Regions from separate parts of the Mus musculus genome. Here all the other regions are linked to region 2. The links are chromatin contacts, called in public Micro-C and promoter capture Hi-C maps. All regions are on one chromosome and are shown on one strand. Each heading gives the region's core, a stretch centred on a gene start, on an enhancer-like site or on the middle of the called end of the contact. The rest is flanking DNA. Distances are from core to core; before and after follow the strand shown. Region 1 holds the start of Adcy8 (adenylate cyclase 8). Region 2 holds the start of Kcnq3 (potassium voltage-gated channel, subfamily Q, member 3). Region 3 holds the start of 1700010G06Rik (a long non-coding RNA gene).

Region 1 (2,700 bases), core at 167-2,666, 1.4 Mb before region 2:
GATTGGGTCCACTGCCCGCAGGGTTCGAGGCTTTGCGGGAGACCCCGCCGCCGCCGCCGCCTCGGTGCCCGTGGATGAAGCGCTGCTCCGTGATGTGCCGCACCGCCGTCTGCCACAGCAGCCGCTGCGGCCGAGAGCCGCTCCCGTCGTCGCCGGCCGGGGGCGTCGGTTGGATGGTGTAGAGTTCCTCGCTGCCACTAAGGCAGTGCACATCCGAGAGCTCCATGGCTTGGGTCCGCGGGGAGGGAGGCACAGACACTGGTTGTGTCAGTTGGTGATAGGGGTTCCTAAAGACCCAAAGGCCGCTTGGCAGCGATCCCTTCTTTCCTAAGCTGTTCGACTGCAGGAGCCCTGAGCAGGGCCCCCACAGGTCAAGTCATAGTGAGCCCAGGAGCAAGGTGTTCCTGGTAGAATGCAGCGGACCCCTGTGTACTGGCAAGCCACCTTCCCGCCAATCAGCTCAGCTTGGATACGCAGTGAAAGTGGTGGCTGTTTGTCCGCGAAATCCTCAGCGCTCTGAGCCACGCTGTCCCTTTCTGCGCTCCAGCCCCCTGGCTGTCTCTAAGCTCAGCGTCTTGGCGCAGTCTTCCTTCTCCAAGAGGCGCCTGGGCGCCGCGCTTCTGCTGCGCGTCGGGCGGGTCCTGGCTGCGGCACTGGACTCTGGACGCCCACGTCTCGGCGGCTGCAGAAAGGCTGGCCAAGGGTAACCGATGGCTAGGATGGGTGCTAAGTTAGCAGCTGTGGCGGCAATCATCGCCCTTCGGATAACTCCATTGCGCCGGCATGGGGAGCCGGGGCGGAGCTGGAGGCGGGCGCGATGAGGCAGGAGGTGTGGGTGATGGTGAGGCGGCAGGGCGCCCCGCGGGAGGGCAGGAGAAAGGTGGTAGCCTTAGCACTAACAAGTCACCAAACAGTTAATTTGGAGGTGTGCTGAATGAAGCTCTCTCTTCGGTTCCTTCCTCATTGTGGCCACTTCCAGAGCAAATACTGGCAGCGCGGGTTCTGGACTGATGCATTCCTCAAGGAAGATCGTGGCGCTGCTAGCCCCAGGGTCCCAGCCTCCGCTACAGGACTAAGTCACCGCTGCTAGTAGCGATTCTGATGGGTCGCAGCACACAATTCCCATTCCCTTCACTTCGCTCTTTGGAGTCCATTGGGCCTGCCAGACCCCAGGGGGTGTGAGGAAAGCACAAGTGGGAAGGGTAATAAAGCCAACAGCTGAGTTCGAAGAGAAGCCACAGGAGCGGATTCCTGAGCCTGAGAAACGAGCCTTGGCGGGTGAGGCGGCAGGCGAAAGGTTTGAGCGAGAAGAGGCTCCAGGCCGAGTGGAAGTCGATGAGACGCCTCCGGATCCAGGGAAGCGCGGGGCTACTTGGGCGCTCGGAACCGCGCAGCGGGACCGGAGCCTGGGAGGAATTTGGAGACCTGTCAGAGCGGTCAGACACCCGCGGCGACTTAAACCCGCCCCCGCGCCAAACCACGCCCCCGGAACCCAGGATGGGGGTGGGGGAGGGGTGGGGGCTGGGACACGGAGGCACCCAGATCTGCACAGGACGCCCCAGGTCTTGAAGGGCCGCACCGGTGGGTCGAGCGAGCGCGGGCTGCTGGAGCCCCGAGCCTGGCAGCTCTGCGGTGGAGCGCTCCAGCTGGCCGCGCCCGCTGGTTCCTCCGCGGTTCTTTTTTAAGCACTGGCTCCTGCCCTTGGCAGGTGCAGAGCCAGGATCGTAGGCCGCTTTGCCCACGAACTCTTTGAGACCAGAGACGCGCACTAGAGGGGCTCATTTCCGCCCTCCCCACTCGAGAGCGATGTAGTGTGTGTGTGTGTGTGTGTGTGTGTGTGTGTGTGTGTGTGTGTATTTAATGCCAACTTTCAGATTAAAACTAAAATCCTCTCAAGAAGCCACTCTCATAGCGGTGGGCAGCCTTTTACTTTTCTCTGCTCCCGGGGTCTGGGTAGTAGAGGGTATTAGGATGGGGGCGTGGTCTGCATATTTCGAATACTAAATTTGACTGGGCTGTCAAGAAAGGTGCGAAGGAGGACCTTCGGAAAGGCATTTCCAGGGGCCTCCTGGAGGCAGCATTCCTGCCTGCCTAGGTATGTTGAGGGTCGCGGTCAAAACCCAAGTTGCCCCGCAGCGGTTCTTGCATCAGCATCCAATCCAGCGGGGTCCTTGGAGTCTGGCTTTTCAGGGATCTGGTAGCAGTACCAGTCTGGAGCCCCATTCTGCAGGTGGTGGAAATCAACACCTCTGCCACAGCGACTGCGGCTGCAGCCAGTGAAGCTCGGGCCCTGAACACAGTCAGCTGATGGTCAATGACGTCAGGCTCTGGGCGCTTTCGCAACCCCGCGGCGTCCCATGAAAGCCTAAATGACCTGGCCAAGCGGTCTCCAGGACACTATTCCCAACCCCCACCCCACCCTATCTCCCCCGACCCCAACCCCGAGAAGGCGATTTTTTATGCCTTCTTCTAGTGCAAACTCCTAGCTCCTTTTGGTCCTAAGCAAAAACAGCTTTCCCTGAGGATCCAGAGCGCCCTCCTCCCATCCACACCAAACCATTCTCAGGGTTATTTGTAGCGACTGTGCCCCAGAAACCTGTGTTTTGACTCCTCTTTCCAAGTCTTATAGGTCACCTGCCTCGCATAGAGCATCCAGAAAGAACAGGGGAAAGTCCTTTAAGGTGTTATCATTCCTCACCA
Region 2 (2,700 bases), core at 152-2,651:
CGCCCCTTTTCTATTCTCCTATTCATTTTACTAAAAGAACACAAAGACCTGCATTTTGGTCTGTCTAAGCCCCCAATTAAAGCCAAACCCATTATTCTTTTACTTCAGCATCCATTCCAAGGAAGGGAAGCACACACATGGAACACGCACGTACACAGGCACTATGCCTATGGGCAGTGTGCACCGCTACTATCCTCAACTCTGGGATATATCATCTAAATTGAGTGGTGATTGCAAGCTATCCACCCCAAGAAGAACCGGTGCTTCTGAAAGGACCGTTTTTGTCCCACTCAACTGCTTCATTAGAAATATCATCTATTTCTTTTAAGCTTCCATGACAATATCCCAGAACATACAATAAATGCGCACTTTTGCGCACTCGCCAGTTCAAATCTCCAACTCAGCTTGAAAGCCTGCTGTCCCAGGCACCAGAAACACTCCGTCACACCGCAGAGAACCATTGGCTAAGGCCAAACTGGTGTCCCTCCATCCCCAACCCAAGCCAGAGAGCACTTCTGAGTGGCCAAAGACACAACACTATGCCAGCCCTGGCCCGAACCCTAAGGTGCACGGCCGCCAAGGGGCGCCCCGAGTGGCCAGGTACTCACACAAGCGCGTGGTAGAGCAGCGCCCAGCCCCGCGGTCTCTCCAGGGCGTCATAGATCAAAGTTTGGATGCGCCTGTACTTGGCGTTGTTCCTCTTGACTGGGCGGCTCAGGGGGGTCTTTGCCAGGAGCCCGATGCCCTGCGGGGTCCTCCTCTGCCCCTCTTCGCGGCCACCGCCCTCCAGCAGCAGGGTCCCGTCTTTGTCGGCTCCGGCCCCTAGCGCCAAGGTGACTTGCTCCACGTCTCCTGGCGCCAGCCCCACTTTCCGCTCCTCGTCGCCGGCCACCGCCGAGTCCCCTCCAGCAGGGTTAGCGGCCCCGCCGCCGCCGCCGCCCCCTTCGCCGCCGCCCCCGCCAGCCGCCCCCGCCGCCCTGCGAGCCTTGAGACCCATCTGCCTCGCCCCCACCGGGCGCTTCGCCTTCTCCGCTGCTGCTCCGGGAAGTAGGAGCACTTGGGGTACGTGGACGAGGCGGCGGCGGCGGCTGCAAGCCCGGGAACTCCAATGCCATGATCCGCGCGCCCCTCCCCGCCCACCCCCCCAAAAGCAGGCAAAGGCGGGCCTCCCGGGGGCCAGAGGAGGTCGGGTGGGGAGTCAAGGGGTCACATCCCGAGCGGGTCCTCTGTGGGACCCGGAGGGGCGCAGGAAGCCGGGGTCCACGGGGAGCCCGTTGAGGGCGCGCGAGGCTGGCGCGGTGGCGCTAGGGCGCGCGACGGCGGGAGCCTGGCACCGAAGCTCCAGGGAGGCGGCGGCGACGGCGGCACCCGGGCCGGCGAGCCCGAGACAGCATCGCAGTTTATTTACAAGCCCTGTGCCAGCCGTCCTCCCGCCCGCCCGCCTGGCACACGCGCCGCCGCCTCCTCCCTCCTCCCCTCTCCCGCCCGCGCCCAGCCCGCTGCTCTAGCCCTAGCCCCGCTGCAGCGGCAGTAGCAGCAGCAGAAGCAGGCGCGCCCGGGCGGAGCGCTCACCACCCGCAGCGTTCTCTGCTTCCCTCCCTCCTTCGCAGGGGTGGGGCTCCATCGTCCCGCCCCTTGGTTGCGGGAGGCCCAGGCGGGGCCCCGCCTCTCCCCGCCGCCCCCCTACCCAAGACAGCCTTGAGGTCCAGCATCACCAGGGCTGTGAGGCCTCTACTACTGCTTCTGCTGGGTCATGAATCCTGAGGCCGTGAAGCGGGAGCTCCCCAGACCCCGTGGGCGTTGGGGTTTCCCCTGAGCGAGAGGAGAAATTAAAAGGGAGTAGATAGAGGCTGAGGCTGCAGCTTTATGTTCAGTCTCCACCCTCCACCTCCTCTGCTTGCCTTTGCAGGTAAAAATCCAAGTTGCTCGGTTAGACATGCTCACACCTCACCCACTGGCTCGGTGATTGCAATGCTTCTTCTATTCCGGGCTCCTGGGGGCTACTGCTTCTGGTAGTTTTGGGGTAGCCCCTTGTACAAGTAGGTGGGAAGACAGCTGAGAAGCGCATGTGAACATCAGAATCAGTATCCTAATTTCTTCCTGGCTCCTAAATCCTGCTGCAGGCAAGCCAGTCATGCCCTCTGACTCCATTAGCATCCTTCAGGGAAAACACTGAAATCATGGCAGTGAGTTTGTCCTACGTACGACAGAGTACTGCTCTCCACCGAAGGTTTGAAACCCTTGAATTCATAAAACCTGAGTGACAGACAGAAGGCCAGAGCTAAAGCAAGTGTGAGCCAAATTATTCCTAGTGTGGAAACAGAATCACAGGAACCACTGGGCTCTGTCCTAGGAGTCCCCATTGAGGAGGTGACACGCCTTAAGGTGAGATTCAAGTGGCAAGGTGGGAGCAGTTATGACAATTTCAAAAAGAGCCTTCTAGACAGCGGTGTGGAGGAGAAACGTAGTTCAGGTTTGCTGACGGCAGAGGAAGCAGTCTGGTCAGTCACTGGCACCATTGGCAGAGGGCAAGTGCCTCATTACCCAACAGGCAAGTTAGGGAAGCCCTCCTCCTGCCCTGGGGTACCATGACTCCTTACCGCCCAGTCTTCCCTCATGACTGTCAGGTGGAGTAGAGAGGACAAGATAGCTGTGAGTAAAGTTGGGAATCCAGTCTTAGTCTACAGGGAAAAAGCAGGT
Region 3 (2,700 bases), core at 47-2,546, 2.0 Mb before region 2:
CGCGGAGCGGCGGGCGGCGCGCCCGCGCCAGTCACGGGGACAAACACGGAAGTGCTCTGCGCACGCGCCCCGCACGCCCCGCCCGCCCCTCTCTCTCCACTTACCCCCCCCCCCCGCCGCCCGGCCCTCGCGCGGCCCCCACCTCGCAGCCGCCGGCGCTGGTGCTCGTGCCCGTGGGGCTCCGGAACCGCGCCCCACGCACACACACACACACCCGGCCGCCCCCGGAGCGGTTACTTCAGCGAGCTGGTTACGCGAGCGTTTTTGCAAGAGAGGGACCAAAAAAAAAAAAAAAAAAAAAGTTGTTCGTGTTCTTTTTTAGTCCCGAGTGGGTGCAGGAAGCGAGGCCCGGAAAGCCGTCTCCCTTCTGCGCGGACCGAGGGATGGGGGCGCAGCCCTGCTGCCCTCTGAACGCCAATGCTGTGCCTTGTGCAGAGACAGGAAGGGTTGTTTTAAAATACTTTCATCTGTCCAGATGTATTTGGTTTTTTTTTTTTCTTCCCCTACCCCAGAGGACCGCCGAGCATCCGGAGATGCAAAAAGTATTTCTCAGGTGCAAATGCTCTTCACTGCTAAGCAGGAACTGACTTTCTTCTGAGAAAAGTACCAATTCAGCCCCAGCAAGATGTCTACTGTTGTTAGTCCAACATACCCATCTAATTTCTCACCACCGACTGGAAGATTTTGAGAATGGTATCAACAAAACCCACCTAGTCCTTGGGATTGGCCTCCAGGAGCCCTTGAAAGCGTATGACTGGCCTCCATTAAAGCCTGCTTTGGAAGGCAAGCCCTGTGGCCCACTCAGACCTGCCTGCATACCGTCCGATATAGCTAGCTAGAGGTTGTGTTCGCTGGCCTTTCTGGCCGCGTGTGGGTCGTGTGGCTCAGGGACCCACGGAGAGGGCTTGTCTTGAGTGAGGACCGGCAGGGAGGGAGGAGAAGACTGCATGTCAAGAGGAAAAGGTTCGCCTCACAAGCTGACAAATTCTGAGATGAGTGATGTCGGCAAGGGCCACATTCCTGCTGTCTTGGAATTTGCTTTGCAGCAGAGGACCAGACAAATAGGCAATACAGAGGAGGAGTAGGAGAAAATGACAGAGCCATACATAAACCATGGTCAGAGAAGGCTCAGTCAAAGTGTGCAGAATAGAATGGATACACCACTCGATACCCTGTTGGCTGGGAATCTTGGACCCCTAACTGCCTCCCATGAAAGTAGAAGACAGGGACCCTCATGGAGGAGGCTGAGTTCATGGATGAGGACTTGCTCTCTGCATAGGAAAAAATGGGTTAAAATGTGTGCTGTTTCTCTTCCTGGCTTGACCGAATTGGGTGTGCACTGTGCCTCCACTGCGGTTCCTACCAGTGCTCTCCAAGGCAGGGAAGTGTCTCCGCCTACTACAGGAAGAACTTGCTAAGGGAATGAGCATAAAGAAACACATCCCTGGCAAACTGACCTTTTAAAAAAAACTAGTGAATAAAGAGGTTAAACATAAACAAGAGTACTTTCTCTCCTCAGTACTTTAAAAGTTTGGTTTGGGAGACATGGAGGGTTTAGCTCTCAGGGAGAAAATAAGGCAGGAGGAGACTGGCAGCTGACCACCCCACAAGGGCAGGCTCACTGGTTGCCAGGGCTGCAAGATGTAGCATTTGGAGAATGAACATTCCAGAAGAGAATCCTAGCTCATTTCTCACAGCATCTGGAAAATTCTGTAAGTTGGAACAAATATGACCCTCACTAGCTTGGCCTAATTAAGCTCCCTGCGCCTCAGAAATCCCATGCTCCCCTATAAAGTACTGAGAGCAAATCAGCGAGAAAAATCAGTGAGCACTGGGGCTTCCCTCTGAAAGGATTTGTCTTCCTCAGGGCTGTGAGCCAGTCTGGTCCCACCCCCCACACCCCAGTTGTCATCTAGTACCTGCCCTGTCTACTGAGCTGGCAGCACTCCTCTGTGTGTGTGACATAAACAGTAAAAATGAACTGTTGTTCAGAGCCTAGACTTAGCTAATAAGTGTGTCTGTTCCCAGAGACCCTGAATTCCACAGCTTTCTCTCCTAATTCAGATACCTTGGGTTTGGGTGGCATGAGTTTATCAAATAAGAGGGTAAGGCGTGTCAAAAATGACCACCACACAGAGCCCTCCCAGCTCCAGCCGGTTTGCTCCCACACCTGGCTCTGCAGATGAACGAGTCAAGATTATTCCAAGCTCAGCAGTGGTAAACAGCCAGGGATTTCTTTCTGAATTCACCGGAGAGCCCAAACTGCCGCCACCAATTGCTGTTTCAGTTTCCTCCGAAGATTATGTTATGTATCTGCCCCTCCCCTGCCTCCTCCAGCCAAGAGGGGACTATATGAACAATGAGATATTGTGCTCTGGTAAGCATATACCTCCTTAGACTGGTCTGCAATTAGAATTTCAAAGCTTCGCACCTCAACCCACCATCTCTGGGGTTCATGGACCATAATCCTCTTTAAATTTGAAACCATGCCCTGGTGCAAAACCATCTGCACCTCCCTTTTTCTCAAATACCCCGAACGCCATTCCTGGATATCTAAAAGCAAATAGAGTCTGGCGTGGGCAAAGCTGAAAGGCTGGGTTTCTTTACAGGGAACTACCCAGAAATACACACTTATCCTCTCCAAAGCCAGAAAAAGACACGTGCACACAGACTCGAGCTTCTGTGAACCCGGCTTATATA

What was found. Promoter capture Hi-C pulls out the DNA fragments that hold promoters and counts their contacts. Hi-C and Micro-C count contacts between places; a contact is called where the count stands out from the background.
Region 1: a contact with region 2 is called in a promoter capture Hi-C map of pre-B cells, with 17 times the contacts expected there. The contact joins the promoter of Adcy8 here to the promoter of Kcnq3 in region 2. A contact is called at or near these places in 14 of 39 promoter capture datasets (the 3T3-L1 cell line, 3T3-L1-derived adipocytes, the C10 cell line and 9 more), 7 of 484 Hi-C or Micro-C datasets (CD4 T cells, CD8 T cells and embryonic stem cells), 2 of 115 datasets of contacts at active chromatin or transcription factors (both in embryonic stem cells) and 1 of 9 other capture datasets (adipose tissue).
Region 3: a contact with region 2 is called in a Micro-C map of embryonic stem cells, with 6 times the contacts expected there. The contact joins the promoter of 1700010G06Rik here to the promoter of Kcnq3 in region 2. A contact is called at or near these places in 1 of 39 promoter capture datasets (hippocampal neurons) and 1 of 484 Hi-C or Micro-C datasets (embryonic stem cells).

Annotation. Positions count from the first base shown.
Region 1 is chr15:64,920,880-64,923,579 of GRCm38.p6, forward strand. Adcy8 (adenylate cyclase 8) reads right to left here and starts at 1,417. Exons shown (of 18, transcript NM_009623.2): 1 at 1-1,417. The coding sequence starts at 226.
Region 2 is chr15:66,285,228-66,287,927 of GRCm38.p6, forward strand. It overlaps Kcnq3 (potassium voltage-gated channel, subfamily Q, member 3), which reads right to left and starts at 1,402. Exons shown (of 15, transcript NM_152923.3): 1 at 609-1,402. The coding sequence starts at 997. The region is part of intron 1 of Gm27242 (a long non-coding RNA gene); the gene reads left to right.
Region 3 is chr15:64,312,822-64,315,521 of GRCm38.p6, forward strand. It overlaps 1700010G06Rik (a long non-coding RNA gene), which reads left to right and starts at 1,297. Exons shown (of 2, transcript XR_003951590.1): 1 at 1,297-1,712; 2 at 2,137-2,700. All of the region lies in intron 2 of Asap1 (ArfGAP with SH3 domain, ankyrin repeat and PH domain1), which reads right to left.